2 separate regions of the Mus musculus genome follow, and region 2 is linked to region 1. Evidence: chromatin contacts called from public HiChIP or PLAC-seq data. All regions are on one chromosome and are shown on one strand. Each heading gives the region's core, a stretch centred on a gene start, on an enhancer-like site or on the middle of the called end of the contact. The rest is flanking DNA. Distances are from core to core; before and after follow the strand shown.

The links. HiChIP or PLAC-seq counts read pairs in DNA pulled down with a chosen protein or histone mark.
Region 2: a contact with region 1 is called in an H3K4me3 HiChIP or PLAC-seq map of stem cell-derived neural progenitor cells, with 5 times the contacts expected there. The contact joins the promoter of Bok here to the promoter of Agxt in region 1. A contact is called at or near these places in 9 of 39 promoter capture datasets (the HPC-7 cell line, cranial neural crest, embryonic stem cells and 5 more), 1 of 484 Hi-C or Micro-C datasets (liver), 2 of 115 datasets of contacts at active chromatin or transcription factors (pancreatic cancer cells and stem cell-derived neural progenitor cells) and 1 of 9 other capture datasets (embryonic stem cells).

The regions. Positions count from the first base shown.
Region 1 is chr1:93,133,008-93,138,110 of GRCm38.p6, reverse strand. Agxt (alanine-glyoxylate aminotransferase) reads right to left here and starts at 2,871. Exons shown (of 11, transcript NM_016702.3): 1 at 2,587-2,871; 2 at 2,310-2,502; 3 at 752-816; 4 at 111-211. The coding sequence starts at 2,817.
Region 2 is chr1:93,682,816-93,687,918 of GRCm38.p6, reverse strand. Bok (BCL2-related ovarian killer) reads right to left here and starts at 2,344. Exons shown (of 5, transcript NM_016778.3): 1 at 2,065-2,344; 2 at 1,250-1,501. The coding sequence starts at 1,472.

The DNA.
Region 1 (5,103 bases), core at 1,622-4,121:
GGCAGTTGGGACACCTTGTCATTGATAGCCCTGCAGCTCCCTGGCAGCATCGTCCAGCCAGGCTTTGGGCTTTGCTCTGCCCTGGTACTGCCATACCAGGCCAGCCTTACCTATGGCAGAGCTCCCCAAAACCATCCAGGGGCTGCACCACGCCAGTGGATGACTCCCCGTGGACCAGGAACAGCAATACCGGTTTGTGTTGGGCCAGGCCCTGAGGGACAGAGGTGACAGCTCTGAGCAGGACTGATGGAGACCTCTGTCTGGATCAGCCAGCTCCTTACAGTGGGACATCGGTTTGTTGGGGGCAGGGCCAAGATCATCCACATATATCTAGCTCCCTCCATAATTGGATAGGCCAACTTAGAAATAGGCACGTGATGTGCCTCACCCCTTTTCTGTCAAAGCACGATGATGGAGGGAACAGAGGGGAAAGCATGGCTAAGAAGAAAAGAGTGACCAGCATCTTGCCTGCCTTGCAGTCTGTAGGTTGGGACTGGCCTGACCCATATTGAGGGGCTGCCACCCTGGAGTTCAGTAACAGGTCATGCCTCCCTGACTCCACACAGCCTGGCTGGCCCTGCCCACAGGACTGCATCCCAGACTCCGTTTTGTTTTCAGACGGAGGAAGACTTCCAAACTGATCCTGGGTATAGGAGCCCCTCCTTTGGCCAGTCTTAGACACTGAGAAGTCAAGCCATAGGCCTCAGAATTCCAGCCAACCCCACCAACGATGATTCCGGTGTCTCAGTACCTCCTCCACCTCCTGCAGTGTATAATGTTCTCCAGGCTTCTTGATCATCTGGTGCACACGGGCTCCTGATGACAGGGACAGAATGGGTGGTGAGTTAGACATAGTGTGGGGGAGGGGAAGGACCGAAGGAGCTGAAGGGGACTGCAACCCCATAGGAAGAACAATATCAACTAACCGAATCAACCAGAGCTCCCAGGGACTAAACCACCAACTAAAGAGTACACAGGGAGGACCCATGGCTCCAGCCATATATGTAGCCGAAGATGGCCTTATCTGGCATCAATGGGAGGAGAGGCCCTTGGTCCTGTGTAGGCTTGATGCCCCAGTGTAATTGGCAAGGCAGGAGTGGGTAGTGGGAGGCGGAGCACCCTCATAGAGGCAAAGGGGAGGAGGGATGGAATGGGGGGTTGTGGAGGGGGAACCAGGAAGGGCAACAACATTTGAAATGTAAATGAATAAAATAACAAATAAAAAAATTTAACACACACACACACACACACACACACACACACATACACAAGAAATAGTGTGGGGGACCGCACTCATTCTGGCTCTCACATGGCTTTACCACAGGTGAAGTGGAGCATGCTCTGTGAGGCTTGCTTTTCCCACAGATGCAAGCACTGTCCTGGCCTCCAGGGCTTTGAGCCCAGAGCTTTTCAGTGGTGGGGGTGGTGTATGTGTGTGTGTGTGTGTGTGTGTGTGTGTGTGTGTGTGTGTACCTCCTCAGGCTGAGGAGGCTCTTGGCAGCCTTATCACACAAATATTATCTATGTGAGGTAACTTTGAGCACTGCAGGCGGTATGGTTTCCTACCTACCCCTGGTGCCATTCACAGGTATCCCATGTCACCTGATGGACAGCTGGATGAAGGGTGAGAGGAAGAAGCAGGCTTTGACCTGTGGATCTAGGAACACCGGGACCCAAGCACCTGTCCTGATTCTTGTCTCTGAGTCCCATGTCACATGAACCTGCTCACCACTAGAGTCCTAGCAGGGGACAAACCTGAACCACCCAGGTCTCAGTGAAGGGCAAAGAGTGGCTTTGGGCCTGGATGACTGATGCCCACCAACCATGTGACCATGCACCTGTGAACCATGGGGGCCATTTGCAAATGCCAGAGTCTGGCAGAAGTCTAGGTGTACGCCTACCCTCTTCCATCTCAGGCTCTGGAGGGAAAACTGTTGCTAGGTCTGCATTTTACAGACAACCAAGGCTCTGAGATTTGGGGAGAGAATCAGCCTCCGAAATTCCAGTCTTCCTGAAGATCTTAAGAGCTGCTGGGGCTCAGACCAGGGGGTTCCCCGTAACACCTCTTCCATACATTTCAGAAACAATCTTGTCCTAACTGGACAAGGCCGGTCTGCTAGGGCTGGGAGAATGCCTGGATGCCTCCCTGGAAGAGGCAGCATCCTATTCAGGGGTGGTGGAGGCATTAGGGTCACAGGAAGGAGTGCCTAGTCAGATGGAACAGGCACTGATCTGGTTGAGATACCTTCAGGATTCCCCCAGGAGGCCTCTGGAGGGATAACAGGAGGTCACAGACCACTCTCCCTTACCAATGCGATCAGCAATCTCTGCAGCCCGCATTCCCCAGATGCCATTGGTTCCGGTTAGAAAGGAGTCCCCAGGCTCTAGGAGGTTGAACAGGGCAGTCTCCATGGCGCAGTGCCCTGAACCGCTGACAACCAGTGTGAGGGGGTTCCTGGTCTGGAACACATACTGGATGCCTTGCTTGATCTCCTCCATGATCTAGACAGTGGGCACACAGGTCAGATCTGCCTGCTACCGAGTGATCACCACCCCTAGATGGAGGCTCCTGCCACCAAGGCCTACCTGAAGCATCTCTTTTTGCATGTGGCCAATCATTCTCAGACTTCCCGCCGCCAGCACACGGGGAGCCAGGTTGGAGGGCCCCGGACCCAACAGGAGCCTCGTAGGAACTGACAGGGGCTTGCTCAGGGCCTCTGGCGGTGGCACCAGCAGCTGATACGAGCCCATGGTCCGGACCCAACCTGCCGCTCTGGAGCCCAGCGTCACACTGGCCTTGGCCAACATCCGGAACATTTCCCAGCTAGCTCTGCGTTGAACTCAGAGGCCAGGCCTGGTTGATGAGTCCCTGTTTCTCCAGCCCTTTTATTGTCAATTTAACCCTGATCAATGTTTGTCCTTCTGTCAGGGTGGACAGGACAGTGGAGGTGTGAGCTTTCCACAGGGGGAGGGGAGCCTCTGGTGTCCTGTCAAAGAACAGCAGTATGAAGAGCCTCACACCCCTCTCCCTGGGTCCCCTCACAGCCCAGCCAGGGGTCTGAAACTTCTTCAAGAGTCAGAGAGCAAGTGCCCGAGGCTTGTAGGTCCGATGTATTGCAAGCGCCCACCTGAGCACAGGGTTCCATGGCAGCCAGGCCGGGTGTGGCTGTGTTCCAACACAGCTTCATTCATTTTGTGCTGCCTGTATGTGCAAGGTGTAAGGTTACCCACTGCAGCATGGACTAGCCTCTGTCTCTCCCTAGCATCCCCAGTCACCAGTAGCTCCTTGAATGGGTGGGACTCATGAGCCCCTGCTCCATTCTTGTTGAGCATTTGGCTGCCTAGGAAGAAAACAAACAAAGCACATGAAGTTGGGTATGGAAAAGTGAGGGGGTAACGGAGAAGTTGAATTGGAGAGGTGAGAGAGAAGTGGGTTTCACCAAAACACATTGCACGCATGTATGGAATTCCCAAGTAATAAAAGAGTCACACCTGAAGTCAGAAAAATCAATACATAAATCCCCTAAAAAGATTTCAAAGACAAAATGTCATATTTTTTACGTTAATACCTAAAAATGGTTAATTGCAGATATATTCTTATACTGGCAAACAAATCTGTCCATTGAGTCTCAGCAGTTGGAGAGGGAGAGAAAAGAAAGCAACTGTATGCAGAATAGAATAACATTCTAACTACAGTGTTTTGTTTATAGTCTGCCTTCCAGTAAAGGAATATCTTTACCAAGAATCTATGTGTTGCATGTTCACAAGCACATGTACATGGGTGTTTGTGTGTGTTTATTGCTCACATGTATGTGCATGTGTGCTCGTGTGTGTGTGTGTGTGTGTGTGTGTGTGTGTGTGTGTTTTAGTCACATAAAAAAACAGGGTATGGGATCCAATGGGGCTCAGAGACTGCATTTACTGTCCCTGGCTTGGCTGATGGGACAGGTTCATTTCAGCAAGTTTGTGTGTGTGTGTGTGTGTGTGTGTGTACTCCACTGCATCCTCCCTCTCATGCTCACACATAAGTCACACTCACAGAACTCACATTCACACACACAGAACTCATAAATTCTCACACTTACATATGTGCCAACTCACACACACAGATGCTCACATTCAGCTCTCTATAGTCATACACAGCTCACAACAGCTCTTACACACACACCAATTCAAACTCATGTTCACACTCACATACCCTCAGGCTCACCAACTACAGATAACTTGGGCATAAGGATGTCTCTCACTGTTAGAAGTCTCTTGAGTCAAGTTCACACTCATAATTAACCAGCTCTCTGTCTCTGTTTCTACTCCATCTCTGTCTCTGCTTCTCTCTCTTTCTCTCTCTCTCTCTCTCTCTCTCTGTGTGTGTGTTTGTGTGTGTGTGTGTGTGTGTGTCTGTGTGCTGGGTCAACATTTAGGAAGAATTAATGAAACTCAGGCTTCTAAAGAGGAAAAGCCACCCTGAACTGAGGGCCCTGGGAAGTTGAAGAGGCCACACAACCCCCCCCCCCCCACTTTCCTGCTTTGGTGAGGCCCTGCCCTGTATATCATCATGAGAGGAGGCAGGGTGTGGATGCCAACCTCTGAACCCTGTGCCTGTGATAGACCCTTGGGAGAGACCCAAACCTTTGCCCAACTTTCAAGCCCCAGGTTATCCCCTCCTTCATTCCAAGTATAGGATTCAGCCATCACCACCAAGTCCCTAGAAGCTATCACCCTGTGATATAGCTAAGGACCCCCTGCCTTCTGAGCAGCCCCTACTTCCCAAGGGGACTCACTCCCCCTCACTCGGTCCAACTCTGCTGTAGCCTCCTCTCTGCTCCAAGACCCCTACCCAGCCCCACCAAGCCCTAACAACAGGGATTTTCTGGACCATTGTCTCTTGTTGACTCTTTGGGTCTTGGATGGCTTTGTCTCTTTCATTCCCTTACGTTCTCTCTCTTGGAGATCTTGCCCTTTTCCTGGCTCTGCTCCCTCTTGGAATCCTGGGAACTGTCCATCACTGTCCTTACATGAACATCTATATGCTTTTGGAAGCCCTTCTTCAGGTCGTCAGAGCACATGTGCATGTGTACCACGATGTGTTCCCCATGGGAGGTA
Region 2 (5,103 bases), core at 1,095-3,594, 550 kb before region 1:
AAGGCCTTAAAGTCTCTGAGTACTCAGAGGGCTCCTGCTGAGCGCAAGGCTCTGCGCCTGCGCCTTTCTACAGACCAGGGTTCAAGGCTCTCAGGACCTGTCAAAAGGACTGTGAAGGCAGAAACTGCCTGGGTCAGACCCAAGACAGGACTTTCCCTTTGCCACACCAGTGCCCTCGGGACTTACAAGAGGCCAACATGTCCTTTCTCCAGCAAGAGCCAATGGTCTCCTTTTGTCTGCCAAGTTTACCCAACCAAACCTCTCATTCACACCTTCCACATACCCAGAGATAGCCCCCTTCTGTCCATGCACAGCCCTCCTGAGAACCCAACTCAGACTGAATGGACTCCACCTCCCTCTAACTCTTGAACAGGCCAGGTTTACACAGCCCTGCTCCTTGAGGCCAGCCCAATACGAAGATGTGGAGTCTGTATAAAACAGCATGTGTGCACACATCTCCCAGGAAGCCAGGTCTTACAGGGCTCCCTCCAACCAGGAGAATGCACACCCACTCCCCCATTTATTTGTCTCTGCTATCACTTCGCAGTACCTTACAGACCCAAGCCCCAACCTGGCTATGCTAATGTGAACCGTCCAGGATCAAGGGTTCTTCCCCATCACATATCCAGGCCTTAGAGGAGCTAAAGAAAGCTGCTGAGCTAGCTAGCTATGTGTGACCCCCAGAAACAAGTGTCCCAGATATTCTTCAAGAAGGCCCTGGGGGGCCTTCCCATCAAGGGAAACTGCAGAGGGTGTCGGACCTCGGCCAATAACTGAAAGGCCTATTTTCCAAAACAAACATTGGGACACGTGGTACCACAAAGGATTTTTTAGTCCAGCAGAGTACAAGGGTCACAATAAAGTTTAGCTGCTAAAATACTGCTCCTCCAGAGCTTTCTGTGTTTTATGGCAAGAGTGTCTGTGATCTGGACTAAGCAGGAACCAGGAGGGGGGAGGTTGACAAAGGAGCCTGCAAGCAGACAAGCCTGGGGACAAAGAGCAGCGCCAGCCTGGGTGGCCTATCCTTGCACCCTCTCCATTCCAGACAGATTTGGGCTCCCACGCACGCCTCCTCTCTCAGCGCCAGCGGGAGGGTGAGGCACAACCGCAGAAGGGCTGGTCATGTCACAAGAAGGGAATGTCTGTGCAGAACAGCTGTACCGGGAACCCTGAAACACTGCGGGCAGGCCCATCCAACCAGCTATAGAGGGGCGGCCTGGGATGGTACCTGCTGGTGCCCCACACTCACCCAAGCGCAGCAGCACTGTGCACACCTCTGCCAAGCGTCCTCCAGGGGCAGGCGAGGCACGCTCTGGAGCGCTCCAGGAGAGGCCGGCGCGCAAAAGCCGCGCGTGCACGTACTCCCGGCCTAGTGCCTTAGCCTGGGCCACCAGCTCCTTGTCTGTGGGCGAGCGATCAAAGGCGTCCATGATCTCCGCTGCAAAGACAGAAGAGCGCCGCAGCACCTCCATGGCCGAAGCGCGGGCGAGAGGCGCCACACCTACGAATAGACTGAGTTCAGACCGGACCGCCTCCAGCCAGGTGGCGAAAGGACTCCCGCCACGGGAGGAGACCCAGAAGCGCGGCCCGAGGCACAGCGGTCCCCACCGCGTGCGCGATTCAAACAACACAGGAGGTTGGCTGTGCGCCGCCCTCAAAAAGGGCCGGTTTCCGATAGCCTCTCGTTTTGCACCCCAAATCTTTTAAAAGTCTCGGGTTCTTTTTAGGTTCTAAATTAAATCTCGCAGATCCCAGCGGTGGTCAGGGGTTGGAAACACCGCAGGGAAGTGGCGATAGGTTCTTTAATCACAGCGCCCAGGCTCCAGGACCAATTTGGGGGAGAAGAGGATGCAGAGTAGCCTGCTGCGACCAGCCGACAAGCAGGACCCCGCGGGCTCCTCCCTGCCGACGAGTGGGGTCCTAAGGAAGGCTCCAAACTGCGCGGCAGTCCCCGGGCTCGGAGACCACGCACCTGCGCACCTCGCAGAGCCCGTGTTTGTCCCCGGTGTCGCTGTTCCCATGGTGCTACATCCAGGGCACCGACGCCACGCCCGCCCGACTCACCTCTCCCGCCTCATGGCGCGCGGGGCGGCGGTGGAGTTCTGGTTTCAGGACCCGCTCGCTGCCGTCTCCGGCGGTCTAGACCCTTCCATTCAAACCCGCGAGCGCGCGCCCCGCCCCAGCGCCCGCCCCGTCCACACCCGAGCTGAAGCACAGGCTCCGCCGGTCTTCCCGCGCGCTCGCAGAAGTCCTGGTCCCGAGGGGTGCGGGAGGCGTACCGCGGTCTCCCCGCGGGCGAGAAGCCAGGCTTAGGGCTTCGCCTTCTAAGGAAACGGCAACCCCCGGGGGCGGAGCCGCAGCCCAGCTCTGCCCAACGCCTCCCTGGTTTAAGAAAGGCCAGCACAAGTTCTCGGGATGCGCCCGGGAACGCCGCCAGACTGGAGCTGTCCCGGCAGGCAGCGCGAAGAACATCCAGCTCTGACACCAACCCACTGGGGCGCACCAAGTTCCATTTTAAAATGAGCTGACTTATATTTCCTTATTGTCTTATAGAGGCTCCTTAAAGATCCTGGATTCTTGAAGTTGTAGGAGATCTGATGCCCTCTTCTGATCTCCAAGGACACCAGGCATGCACGGGGATTCACAGACATGGAGGCAGGCAAACATTCATACACAAAACAAAAATAACAATAAGTAAATATTTAAAAATAGATTCTGCATTCTTGGCTTAATAGAGCCTTTGGAGTGTGGTGAAGACTTGGGTATGTACATGGTTGAAGATACTACAAATACCCATCCATTCCCACTCAAGTCTAGCTTTGCTTTTAATGAGCTGGACTTATTTATATCCAATCCAATATATAATCTTTTGTAGTTAGTTATCTCTCATTAGGGTATTTCCCTTTGACAGAAAAAGGGGAGGGAGGGAGAGAGACAGAGACACAGAGAGAGGCAGAGACAGAGAGACTCACAAAGAGAGAGAGGCTTGTCTGGAGCTCTGTGTTGACCAGCTGGTCCAACCTGCAGGAATCACCCAGCCCCTGGCTCCGGAGTACTAGACTACAGCGGTCTTCAGAAGCTTAGTTACTTTAGGATTCATACTTAGACCTATGCTGGATCACAGACATCGTTGTGAACAGTGTGGCAGTGAATCCGAGCTCCCTTTTTCCATACCGATTTCCAAGAAAGTCAACATCATCTACTAGACTCTGGTCTTCTCCTTCATCTTTGGACCCAACTGCAAAATCTCAACAATGGGATTTGCTAACTCGACCTAGTTTGTGTAAGTAAAACACTTCACTTAGAGCTATAAAATGCATATTCTACACACGCACACCAAAATAGACTACACCTGAAACCATAAACAAGTGTCAACAAATTTCAAAGAACCAAAATCATACAGTAATTACTCTCTGAATTAAAGCTAAATTGCAGAAAAACCAGTGGAAGTCTCCAAATGCTTGGAAATGAAACAGCGTACTTATAATGAGGCAATAAATAATAAATCACAATGAAAATGTTAAAAGGTTTATTTATGTGTTTTATGTAGATGGGTGTTTTATCTGGATGTATGTCTGCACACAAGAAGAAAGCATTGGATCTCACAGGACTACAGTTATAAGTGGTTGTGAGCCACCATGTGGTTGTTGGGAATTGAACTCAGTACTTCCGGAAGAGCAGTCAGTGCTTGTAACCGCTGAGCCACCTCTCCAGTCCTACCATGGAAATATTTTCAAGTGAACAGTCACAAAAACAGTACAAGCCCAGGTTAAAACCCAGCATCACCACATACAAGTCCCAGTGCTATTGGGGCAAAGAAGAGGAGATCCCTGGGACTGGCAGGACAGGAACCTAGCTCAAGTATCACTAACAGATCCCATCTTAGGAAATAATGTGGAGAGCATTAGAGAATGAGGGGACCTTGCAGGTGTCCGGGCAGGGAATCAAGAATGACGCGACGGGGATTAAAAAGCAGATTCAGATTGACTTCATGAACCTGGTCTGATCTCAGGCAGTTCATTACCAACTAGTTTAATCACAGTATAATTTGAAGAAAAAAGTTTCCTGTTGTAATCCAATCCCCGAGGCACACAGAAGCATAATTACATCAGAACTTGACCCAGGGTGCCTGTCATTAATTCCAACAAGATGGGTTCTAGGGCTGGAGAGATGGCTCAGCAGTTAAGAGCACCATCTGCTCTTCCACAGGTCCTGAGTTCAATTTCCAACAACCACAGGGTGGCTCACAACCATCTGTAATGGTCATCCGATGCAGTGTTCTGGTGTGTCAGAAGACAGTGACAGTGCACCCACATATATGAAATAAACATGGCCAGAGAGGTCGGGGCCAGAGTGAGCAGTAGCTATACTTGCCTGATAGCCCAAGGAAGGCTCTGTATCTCAGTTATACTGATAGCATAGAGATCATTTGTGCTGTTAGCCACCTCCAGTCCTGATTGTGGGAGTTCGATATGCCCTGGGCCAACAGGTATGGCAGATCACCAGGCTATTAATCACTTCCGGTTCCAATTCAAATCCAAGTTTCTGGATGGAAGAACAGGTTTTTTTTTCACCTTTCCCACTGGAAAAACAAGCACTCATGCTCAACACTCCTGGTTTCTCTGGAGATCTGTGAGCAAGGAAAGGACCTTTGTGCTGTACTCTCAACAAGACAAGGCCATGGAAGTCTTCCTCACGAGTACTCAAGTAAGCAAGTGCACACACACACACACACATCACACACACATCACACATCACATACCACACATACACACACACACCACACACACATCACACATACCCCACACACACATCACATACCACACATACACACACACACCCCATACACACACATCACACACATCACACATCACAAACACACACACACACATCACACACCACACACATCACACACACCCCACACACACATCACATACCACACATACACACACACCCCATACACACACACCCCACACACATCACACACACACCCACCCCACACACATATCACACACACCCCATACACACACATCACACACACACACACCCCACACACATATCACACACAACCACACACACCACACACACACACCCCACACACAT